3 separate regions of the Mus musculus genome follow, and all the other regions are linked to region 3. A link is a contact called in public Hi-C and HiChIP or PLAC-seq data. All regions are on one chromosome and are shown on one strand. Each heading gives the region's core, a stretch centred on a gene start, on an enhancer-like site or on the middle of the called end of the contact. The rest is flanking DNA. Distances are from core to core; before and after follow the strand shown.

What was found. Hi-C and Micro-C count contacts between places; a contact is called where the count stands out from the background. HiChIP or PLAC-seq counts read pairs in DNA pulled down with a chosen protein or histone mark.
Region 1: a Hi-C map of cerebral cortex shows a contact between it and region 3, with 3 times the contacts expected there. The contact joins two enhancer-like sites. A contact is called at or near these places in 9 of 484 Hi-C or Micro-C datasets (the 3T3-L1 cell line, the HL-1 cell line, the N1E-115 cell line and 6 more), 2 of 115 datasets of contacts at active chromatin or transcription factors (craniofacial prominence and embryonic hindbrain) and 1 of 9 other capture datasets (embryonic stem cells).
Region 2: a contact with region 3 is called in an H3K27ac HiChIP or PLAC-seq map of embryonic fibroblasts, with 10 times the contacts expected there. The contact joins two enhancer-like sites. A contact is called at or near these places in 2 of 15 datasets of contacts at CTCF or cohesin (the NIH/3T3 cell line and embryonic stem cells), 36 of 484 Hi-C or Micro-C datasets (the AML12 cell line, the AtT-20 cell line, the N1E-115 cell line and 16 more), 7 of 115 datasets of contacts at active chromatin or transcription factors (the NIH/3T3 cell line, embryonic basal ganglia, embryonic fibroblasts and 1 more) and 1 of 9 other capture datasets (embryonic stem cells).

Annotation. Positions count from the first base shown.
Region 1 is chr9:49,871,412-49,875,046 of GRCm38.p6, reverse strand. No RefSeq gene overlaps it. Among named protein-coding and RNA genes, the nearest start is that of Gm25633, 47 kb to the right of the region's middle. Within about 2 kb of position 1,271, at least 114 of the 459 cell types and tissues checked have an H3K27ac peak or open chromatin away from gene starts, as enhancers often do. A contact at or near this core is called in the N1E-115 cell line, cerebral cortex and stem cell-derived motor neurons, where this site is marked.
Region 2 is chr9:49,721,812-49,725,446 of GRCm38.p6, reverse strand. All of the region lies in intron 1 of Ncam1 (neural cell adhesion molecule 1), which reads left to right. Among named protein-coding and RNA genes, the nearest start is that of Ncam1, 75 kb to the left of the region's middle. Within about 2 kb of position 2,341, at least 30 of the 459 cell types and tissues checked have an H3K27ac peak or open chromatin away from gene starts, as enhancers often do. A contact at or near this core is called in cerebellar granule neurons and embryonic fibroblasts, where this site is marked.
Region 3 is chr9:50,169,790-50,173,306 of GRCm38.p6, reverse strand. No RefSeq gene overlaps it. Among named protein-coding and RNA genes, the nearest start is that of 2310003N18Rik, 62 kb to the left of the region's middle. Within about 2 kb of position 1,281, at least 35 of the 459 cell types and tissues checked have an H3K27ac peak or open chromatin away from gene starts, as enhancers often do. A contact at or near this core is called in the N1E-115 cell line, cerebellar granule neurons, cerebral cortex and 2 more, where this site is marked.

The DNA of each region.
Region 1 (3,635 bases), core at 22-2,521, 300 kb after region 3:
CATATCTGTTTATTCAGCCTAGTTATTTGGTCCCCCCCCCCCCGAAAAGCAGTTTTACTATTTATATTTTTAAACTCAGTGCCATTTTGACCAGACTGAAATGAACACATGGGAAGTCTACCTGGCACAACAGGAGATCAAGAATGGACCAGGAAAGTGTCAAGGACATGAAGCCTGGCATAAATGTTGAAGTGGGTCGCTCGGGGAAAGTCCCTTGGAGAAAATGGCCAATGAGTGGGCTCAGCTTTCCAGGCCTCTGCCAGAGTGTAAAAGCAAAGAAAGAAGGTATGCCCTGCCAGCCATTATCCTCACCTAGAACCACAGATGTTACTTACTGAGTCCTGTCCAGATCAGAAGCCTCCCAGGGAGCAGATGCATGCCCAGTGAGCACAAGGAATAAGTTTCTGAGACAAGTCAGAAAAGAAGGACTGGGTGATGATTTTCCACTCTGTGGAATTAAGCTTGTGGAATGCCTTGAGTGCATTAATACACAGCTCTTTCCCCAAATCCACAGTGGTATACCCGCACCTCAGCTATTGGGTCTGTAAGTCCCCTAGGTGTATAGCAACCTCTTCAATATTGATCAAGCCACTGAATGCCCCAATGGACATTTCTTGTAAAATGTGAGACAAAAATTAATTAACTCATTAATTAATTAATAATACAGTTTTGAAAACATAATTATAATGATAATGATTACCATTTTGCAGACTTCCCAATATTGCTGGGGCTGCTAGAATAGCAGGGAGCACGCCAAGACCGCTAAGGATGGGTAGCCTCGCCTCCTTGCTAATCCTTTCTGATTTGGCAGACCAGGTGAAAAGCTACAGTTTTAACTTGCAGGAAAAAGAAAGCACGGGTCCAATCCTGAGAGGGAGAAAGAATCCAAAGCAGAAGAGAAACAGAGAGGGCCCGGGGTGTAGATGGTTTGATTTTCTGCCCCCAGTTAAAAGGGTTAAGACCAGAAAGCAGCAATATCAATAGTTGTTTTGTTTGCCCGACAGAGAAAGATTGTGTTAGACCCCTACTGACCCGCAGCTAATCCCCTTCCTGCGGGTCTGGAGAAGAGCCGGGTGCTCTGGGCTGTGTGTAGTTTCTGCACCTTGAGGCTGAAGCAAACAGACTTGACAAGCAAGCTCAGCAACCACAGACTCTGCTCATCCACCCAGAAAGCTGGCAGGAACCGCCTGAAGGGAAGGGATTCATTCTCCTCCTTTACTGCCTGGAGAGCCAATCACGGGGGTATATTCAGCCAGCAAGCCAGCCAATCATATCATTTGACAAGACAAGGACCAATCATCTTGCTTCGTCCATCTAGGCCACTGCATCTCTAACCTCCTCCCTCTGAGGGCTGTTTCCCATCATTGCCAGGGCCCTGGAGAGGAAGGGAGCTGAAAGCCCCAAGACAGGGCAGTGTGTAAGCAGGAGAGCTACTGGTGGGAAACACCCTGAGCAAAGCCCACTCATCAAGTCACTCTTTGTTTACTGGGCACCATCCCTGTCTCAGGCCCTGCAAATGTGAAAGGCAGGATGATGTTTAAAGCCTAGTTGAGATAGAGTTGGTAATCCCAGCACCTTTACACAGGCACCAGGGAGAGCAGGGGCGGGGGGTGGGGGGGGAGGGAGACTATGAAATCAAAAGGCTCCTTAAAATAGGCACCAGGAGCCTATGGGGATATATCAGGAAACCCTCCAAGAGATGATATAACAACAGTCAGGCCTGTCATAGCCCCCAAGATCTCTCGAATACGCCTAACTGATTGCTAGGCCCGCTGTACTAAAATGGCTCATAGTGGTATCCTCAACCACTGGTATGTATCCTCTCAAACAACTGGAAGCCAAAAAAATTGAGATCCAGATGTGGGCTGCTTTCCTCTGTGGCCTCTTGAGAAGTCATTTCCTGGTCTCCTCTCTGTAATTATATCTTTGTCCAAATTCGCTTGACTTGTAAGGACACTAGTCACATTGGGTTAGAACTCCCTCTAATGGCCTCATTTACCCCTATAAAGACTATTATCAGTCATATTCTGAAAGGTAGGAGTTAGACAGACTGTGAGTATATAAACTGAACAGGACACAGTTAAGCGCTGACATAATTTTTACATTGGTTTGAAAATGTGATCTAACTACTGACCCCATCCCCCAAGAACACTATGACCAAGGTCTTTCTGTCCTCTGAGTCTTGGGTGCTAAGTGACTCAGACAGGCTCCAGTCAGAGAGAATGGATGAAGAAGCTCAGGTCCATTTGCAGAAACAAGTCCATCCCTACCCCCATCTCTTCCTCCAAAAGCTGCCCATCACTTAAAGACTCGGCATCCCACTTTCACTGCTCACTGGCCCTGCATAGGGGGTATCTCATGTCATTTTTCTCTGTGATAGGTACTGATGTTGCGTTAGACTTAGTGGGAGGGGACAGGAAGTGAGTAAGAGGAGATGGGGAAGGGGAGGAGAGAAGCAGAAGAGGAAGTGAACGCCATTGGTCTGGTCCTTACCAGTCAGCCTGAGTTCCCCGAGAAAAGTTCCCAGTATCCCCAGTCTGCAGTCACAGGGTAAAGAAGTGCTCAGTGACTTTCAGGTGACACCGTAGGATGTGGGTGATGTGCAGAGAGCAGGGAAGAGACATGCTCTGAGTTCCATGCTCCGCAGCTCAGTAAGACTGACCAGACATTCACTACATACCAGGCACAGGCACCATGTCAGGAGCCAAAGACAGATGAATGAGCTACAGTCTGCTCTTCATGGATCTAACAGTCTCCTGGAGGAGACCATGTGCACAGTCCACCTCAGGACAAGTTATGCCCATGAAGTTCATGGAACAGAGAACAAAGACAGCTGGCCCAACATGGGGTTTAGAGGAGCCTATGTATGGTAGGAGTCACTGTCTGCCCAGGATCTTGAGGGGCTGAGGAAACTGAGGAGAGGAAGGTGTCCTAGCATGGGGTTGGCATGGACAAGACAATGAGAGCCTGGAGCATTGAATCCGTGAGAAGCTTGGAGCAGGTCAGTCATCCTGGTACCCAACTACAGTGTGAGGGAGAGAGTGGCAAGAAGAAGAAGAACAGGTAACCCGCAGAAGAGAGCGCAGAGCCAGCTCATGGAACATGTGAAGTGACTTGAACACTCTGTGGCATTGTATTTCACACGACTCAAATAGGCACTGAGCTCTTTAGTGTTGCCAGAGATGAAGACAGTAACTGACCAAGCAGGGAACTCATTGGGGACTCAGTTCTTACCTCATGCTTTGGGGCCCCAATGAAAAACATCCTGCAACGGTTAAAAAGTACCCATTGCTTTGTCCAATGAAGAGTCTACGGAGAGTATTAAGCAAGATATGAGATGGTACTAATGTTCCATCTGAACCTCAGGGGTACCAATCTGGAGCCAAGGACCCGTGTGGGACATAACTGAAACATTTCAGGAAGAGAAATTAAAAAAGAAGTTGAGAGACAGAAGAAAGCATTAGGAAGATGACTTGTGGACTGGCTATTGATACAGTGTGAAGGAAGGATCTACAAACAGTAGTGCATCTAGGACTTGGATGCCTGGATGCATGCTGGTGGCTTTACTACAGAAAGGAATCAGATGCATGCCAGGGTGGACAGATGAGGAATGGGCTGTTGGCCATGTGGAATCT
Region 2 (3,635 bases), core at 1,092-3,591, 450 kb after region 3:
CAACACACATCCCTTTCAACTTCACATCTTTTTATTTTAACCCACTGAGTTCAGTTCATGCTGACATATGCACGTGGGTATGTAGCTATTCATGGAGCATAAATAATCTCTCAAGAGTCACACACCTGAAGAAAAACTCTCCTTTCCTTAGGAGCCATCATCTGTCCAATAGCTACACAGGTATGGATGAGACCTCCTGTGCCTCTCCCTATCCATGCTGGACTCTAAAATGGCTCAGTTGTATAGACATAACCACAGCTGCTTTGTGTTCATGAATGTAGTGGTCCTGCCATGTGAGGAACACACTGGCTGCCTCTGAGCACCCCATGTCACTTATTTGCTGTGCTTTGAACAATTGTAAGTTTCTGGCGTAGCTGCCACCAACTATAAAAAGAACCTTTTCTGATTAGGATTGAGAGTCACACTGATCTATGGTGTGAAGATAAGAATTCAGAAGGCAATTCCATACTATGTCCTTTTATCAAGTAATACTAGTGGTAGAATTTTGTCCTCATCAACCATGCATTTTTGGCCAGGTTTACAGTATCAGGCATGAGAGTCCACCTTTGAGTTGACCTTAAATCTAATTATAGAGCACCTATTACACTAAGGGGCATGTCTTGCCATATTGGTCATCATTGCAGCTTGTAGGGTTCGCAGTTACAGAAGACTACTAACTAACTCCTGCCCAAACTCCAGCAGCCCATATAGTACCTTCTATTACTAGCAAAGCTAGTCACCAGGGAGGAAGCTTCCACTGTAACTACCAATTTGATGTCTGTAAATCTTGTTATGAAAGTATGTAGTGCCTTCGTCGATAGGGTCTTACTAAAAAGTTTTGATAGTCAATCAAGAACAAGAGCAATAGAGTGTATTGTTCTGAGGGTCTCTGGGGACTCTCTGGCCCACAATTCAAATGGAGGTATCACACACCTGGAGCTGGGATTTTTGTTTAATAAGCTATGGATTCTGGTAGGAGTATTATCAGTCTCATGTAGGGTGCCTCTGTTCACACTATTTTTGTTATATTTTAATGAGCTTGTGAAATAGCAGGTTCCCACACAGTTTTTTCACACCTCCTTATTGTTATGCATTATCTCAGTCTCTCCTCCACTCTCCCTCATCCCCCTCACTATTTAACCCCCCTCCATTATTCCCCTACCCCTTTCATACCACCTGGGACTTACTTCTATTGTTTTAAAAGAATATGGCATTAAAATTATTATTTTAGACAGACATGGTGGCTCAGGTCTGTAATCCTATCTCTTGGGAACTGGAGCAGGAAGATGAGGTCATAGGGAATTAGAGGCCAGCCTGAGCTACATATTCCTACAAACAAGCCTCAGCCCACCGCTGTAACTAAGCCCAGTAAACTCACTGGCTCACTAAGCCAGACTTAGAGGGGTTCATTTTGTTGGCTTGTCAACAGTGTCCTGACTGTGGCTTTGGGATTCTCAGATGCATCGCTGACATACACCAAGTGTTTCTGATTCAGAGTATTCCCACAGAAACGAGCTTATTGAGTTTTCATCATAATTTCTTGAGAAAAAAAAAAAAGCTCAGCCTGCTTTAAGGATGAGGCAATTAAAAGGCAAAACAGATGCATGAATTGCTCAAAGTGACACCCAGAAAGAACCAAGAACCCTGGCCTGGGAATTTTCATTGCTTTGATCTTATCTGATACTAGGCTGCCTGGGATATGGTCTTTGCCTAGTCTCAGGCTAAAATTTCCCAAATGGTAATAAAATATCAATCAAAATCAAACAATATCAGTTACATGCTTGTTCTGATAAAGGAACCTCTTGTCCACAGGGACCCTGACCTTGTTGTCTCTGGGACCCCTGTCCAGCCCAGAGTCTGTTACATGGAAGGAATGTATTCCAAGAATCTCTGGACCTGGGTTGACTTAAGAGTGAAGTATTTTTCTCCTGCACCCAGACCACCTTTGATTCCTTTCTATTCAATCAACACACCAAAGCAGACTCTAAACTTTGCAGTTATCTTTGACTGCTTTCAAAGAGTCCTCTTTATATTCCCATTTTCCAGCATTCCCAGAGTTTCTACACCACTCCGTTAGTTCTTCTGACATGCCCTCATACTTGTCTCTCTTGTCCCTGTTCCGGTCCCCCAGCCTTCCAGCCTCTGGCTCCACTAATGCAAGACAAGTCTCCCCCAAATACAGCTCTCCTCCAAAGGCTCAACCTTCTTAGAGTGTGGGGGTTTGAGAGCTTGTCTGAGCCAGGTCACCTCCAAGAAAAGAGACCATTCTAAAGCATAGTCCCAGAGGATGACTGGCTCACCAGCGGGTGTGGGCACCACCCACAACTCTGCTTTCCTGAGACCCAGCCAAGGATCTTGGCTTTGTCCCACACTACATCTTGTTATTCCCACCATCTGCAGTCCTCATGGATTCTCCCCAGCATGCCCACGACAGCCCAGGTCTCTTTGTCTGGTGTGGAGACACTCTCGGTGACCCAGTTCCAACATACTGTTCAAATGATCTCTGCCTAATCCCTAAATCAGTGTTCCAGCCAAGATGTGCGACTCACCATTCCTTCAACAAGCCCACCGCTTTCTCACTTTCCTGTCTCTTTGCCCTTTTAAGGCAGTGTTCTCTACACAGAGTCTCTCCCATCACCCTCCCTCTGCCTCAGGCTAACCTTGCCTCAAGAAGAACCCCTGGGTCTGTCTTCTCTGCTTGAAGCTGAAAGGATGTTCTCAGCTCTGGGAGCTCACAGACCTTTGCCTGCCTGCCCCGGATTTATCCTACTCTGTTTTTACATTGTGATAACTTTATGATCATTTTCTTTGCCTACTACAGCCTCGGCAAGAATTGTGTCTTATTCTGTATCCCTCTTTATCAGGCTTAGCAGACTGGTATTGATTAGAATGAGCAACTGCTTTGGTGACCAAATATTTGGAAACACCATGCTGAAGAAAACTCTAGCCAGCATTGGGAGGAAACAGGACTTCAGTATCTCCAAAACTATTCGGGTTTGGGAAACCTGTAAAAACCTAGGCAAGACAGCTTGAACCTAGGATCCCAATACTAGGGAAAGAGATGAGACAATCCCTTGGACTTGATAGCTACCCAGTCTAAAAGAATCATTAAACTCCAGGTAGACATGATAGACCCTGCTCTGTATCTGGTGTGGAAACACTCTCAGTATGTAGCTGTACCAGCAAGATCTTGATGGAGACCCCCCCTCCGTCAGTAGATAAGATGGAAGAGTGATCGGAAGAGGACAGGGTTCTCGTGAGCAAGAGGTTCCTTTATCAGAGCAAGTGTGTAACTGCTATTGTTTGATTTTGATTATTGTTTTATTACTGTTTGGGCAATTTTAGCCTGAAACTAGGCTAAGACTTTATCCCAGGAGGCCTTAGTGTCAGATAAGATCAAAACAATGAGAATTTCCAGGCCAGGGCTCTTGGTTTTCTCTGGGTGTCACTTTGAGCAATTAATGCAACTGTTTTGCTTTTTAATTGCTTCAGCCATGTACAAATCATACACATGTAAACCTCTGGCTTTTACACACTTATTCATACGGGTGTGTATGTGAACATACACATTCACACACACACATGCATACATACACGCACACACGAGCACAGATATTAATGTTTGGCCCCATAGA
Region 3 (3,517 bases), core at 32-2,531:
AAGTGCTCCTTGTGAGGTGTAAAAGATCCCTCAGTTCAACCTCTCAGACCTGGAGCTATTCCCAAAACTTGAGCATATACAACTTCATCTAGAAGTGCTCAGAAGGGTAATTAAACAGAGCCTTCATTTTCCAGATGAGAGGACTGAGGCTTGGTGTGTGTGTGTGTGTGTGTGTGTGTGTGTGTGTGTGTGTGTGTGTGTGTGTGTGATTAGCTCTACATCCAGCTTTAGATTGAAACTGCACACTTCTAGTGTTGTCTATTTGGTTTATTTCTTAAACTCTTTCTCTGAATATTTATGTATCTACCTTCTGAAGAGACATTGCAAGTGATCTTGAATTCTGCTACATCTGAAGTTCCAGGGTTCACACCCCAGACACTTTTATCCCATCTATAGAAGACTCTTTGTATCTATCTAGTGCCTGGAGGCTGAAACCTGGGGCTTCTTAAATAGTCCAAAGCACAGTTTGTTTGAAAATGGCTACAAGGGCTCTGATCCCCCATTCCCCCTCCAAATAAGGGCTTCTTCTGGTCTTGCCCAAGGACTGCCATGATCCTGTTTATAGCCTCAGTGGGAAACTGGAATTGGTAAGTAAGATTGTTACCCACAGTAAATGGGTAACAGTGATTTTGGTCAGTTGCCAAATAAACTCCCATTGATGTTTCTTCTTCTTCTTCTTCTTCTCCTTCTTCTTCTTCTTCTTCTTCTTCTTCTTCTTCTTCTTCTTCTTCTTCTTCTTCTTCTTCTTCTTCTTCTTCTTCTTCTTCTTCTTCTTCTTCTTCCTCCTCCTCCTCCTCCTCCTCCTCCTCCTCCTCCTCCTCCTCCTCCTTCTTCATTTAATTGATGTCAAAGCATAGACATTGTGCAGGGGAGTCAGGGGAATATCCAAGAGTGACTGATTCTTAATCCTTACCAGTGGGCCATCCTAAGATTTGCAGGGGCCCAATTAAGTATGGCTTCTCTTTAAAATCAATGCACACATCTCCTCCATTAGGAGTTAGTGTGGCAAAGGCCTCCAAATCCACTAGATGGCAGTAGTCGGTTAATCATGTAGGAAGGGGTTGCCTAGAGAAGCAATTCCCAACAGAGCGGCCACGCTCCAGGATTTATAATCAAGTCCAGAATGTCTAAATATAAAGATACTTTCTCCCTTCCTGCATTCCCCAAAGATTACTTTCACTCTTTTTAATTATTATTTAAAAATAACAGCTACTCTGGGCTAGACTACACAAGACTATGGCTGAAAAGAAACAGGGGCATCCAAGCCTGAAGCAATGGCTGGAGAATTCGGGAGTCAGCATAGGTCCAGCTCGATTCAGCTGCCAACTCCTCCTACAAGCAAAAGGTTTCTTCCGAGCTCTTTCTAGCCACCACTCTGCAAGCTTCCAGGCCTTCAAATCAGAGACCTCATCCAGACCATGAGCCCCAAACCACAATTTACCACATAACTACGCTGAGCTCTGAACCAAACCCTAATATTAATTTATGGGACCACAAAGCCATTACAAAGTTACGTTCTATTTTCCTTATAGAAAGAAAGGGAAGAGGGAGGGGGTGAAGGGCAGGGGGGGGGGGGGATAGGAAACGAAGTCATACATAGGAGAGATTTGAACTGAAATCAAATCTGTGTGTTTCCTAGCTAGCGCTCTGGAGCAGGGGCTTCAGGAAGTTCTCTGAATCTGACCTGAACCAAGTGTATATTGCACAGCCCCACTCCCCTGGCTTGAGCCATGGTTCTCTGAAACAACCTTGTTTTCCCTCTGAAGCTGCTTTCAACGCTATCCTGGCCTCCAATACTGGAGTCTCACAGTAGGGTTGTGTGGAATTGACCCTGGAATAGCCTTTTACAGAGACACCCCAACTCTTTTATGAACACTCCTTATTAGGCCATTTTCTTGTTGGTCTTTGTCTTTTCTTTAGCAGCCAAAGAGTCTGGTGGTTGGATCTGAGATTTATGTGGGACACTTGGCTAAAATATAAACAGTGGTTTAGAGAAGGGGAATCTGCTTCGTGTCAAAAGGAAGACTAGGCTTGGGGCCTCCTGGAAAGCTAGTTGGATGCTTATCCACAGAACAACATTTCTGTCACTAAGGATTCTGGCCCAGGCTAGCTGGCTAGGGCCTGGCTGCAGAGCACAGTCAGGTTCATACCATGTGTTAGACCCACCCTTACCTGGGTTAGCAGGGAGGGAGCCCAGCACTCTGTTCATAATCATTTGTGGCCAACAGTGCTTGGCTTTCTGCAAACCAATCACATTGTGTGTGTATGTGTGCACTTCATTTTACCCATTAATTGAGTAACCCCCTGAGGGCCATGAGCAATACAACCAGGTTTTATAAGGTTTGGAGTTCGTACAACTCTGAGGGAAGTGGGACTATAAGAAAATGAAGTCAAGATTCCAAGGATAGTATTAGACAACAATGAAAATATTGATTTAGAATGACACAGACTGAATCGCACTCTTACAGAATGGCTTCTCCAGCCAGGGAAACTGGATCTCTTCTGAATGGAGGTCTTGGGAGGCATACTCTGAGAGTTTCTAGATAAACCGTTCTTCACAGTGCCCTGGTGACGCTGAAGAGGCTCACATCCCTTGTCCAGGGTCAGACTTAATATGGGATCCAATTCAATTGCGAAATCAAAACTTTTGACTCTCATGGTCAAAATTTGCCCTCCCAGCACACAGCACAGAGACTGTGTAGGATTGTGAACTCTAGGGCGGCCTGAGCTACATAGCAAGCCTCTGTGTCAACAATCAAGGGCTCTAGTCATCTTTATCATCTCTTGAGTTGGTGTGTTTCCATTACAGTATAACATCTCCCTTTGTCACCAGACTGCTCCGGGGCTCTAGGGTTACACCTTGGAACAGTGCAAAGCTACTGTTGGTTTGAGTTAAAAAGGAGTTCTTTCCATAGTTGTGAGACCAAGAAGAAGCAAGGTGAAGGTGGAGGGGCTAATTCCCCTGGAGAGAACCCACCTAACTTATCCCAACTCTGATAGGATGCAAGCTCCATTCTTGTTTGTTTGTTTGGGGGTTGTGTCACTCTCTGCTGCCTAGCCTGGCTTTGAAGCTGAAGCAATTCTAGGTATTGGGATTACAGGTTTGCTGCACCATGCCCAGCTGCAAGCTTTGCATTTTTCTGTTGCCCTGAACCCTTGAGGGGTTTGATCTTCAGCAAGAAGATAACTTCCAGGGGGTGGGGAGAGACTCCATGAGAGGATGATAGGTCTTTCTGAGGCAGTGGCCTATCTGGGTCAGTTCTGGGCAAGATCCTGGGGCCTCCGAATGTCTGAATGACCATGTTCAGTTTCATATGGAGGTTTGCCCTTGGAGGCCTTTCCCCTTTCACCTCTGATTGCCCTCCCCCTTAGCACTCTCCTCTCTCTCCTCCCTCCTGCTCCTCTTTGAGCAATGCCCTATTGTTAGTCTTTTGTATCTTAGGGTGAATTTAAGTTATTTAGTTTCCTCCTGCAGGGATGGCAGCAATTCACCATTAAAGGAACAAAGCTCTAACCT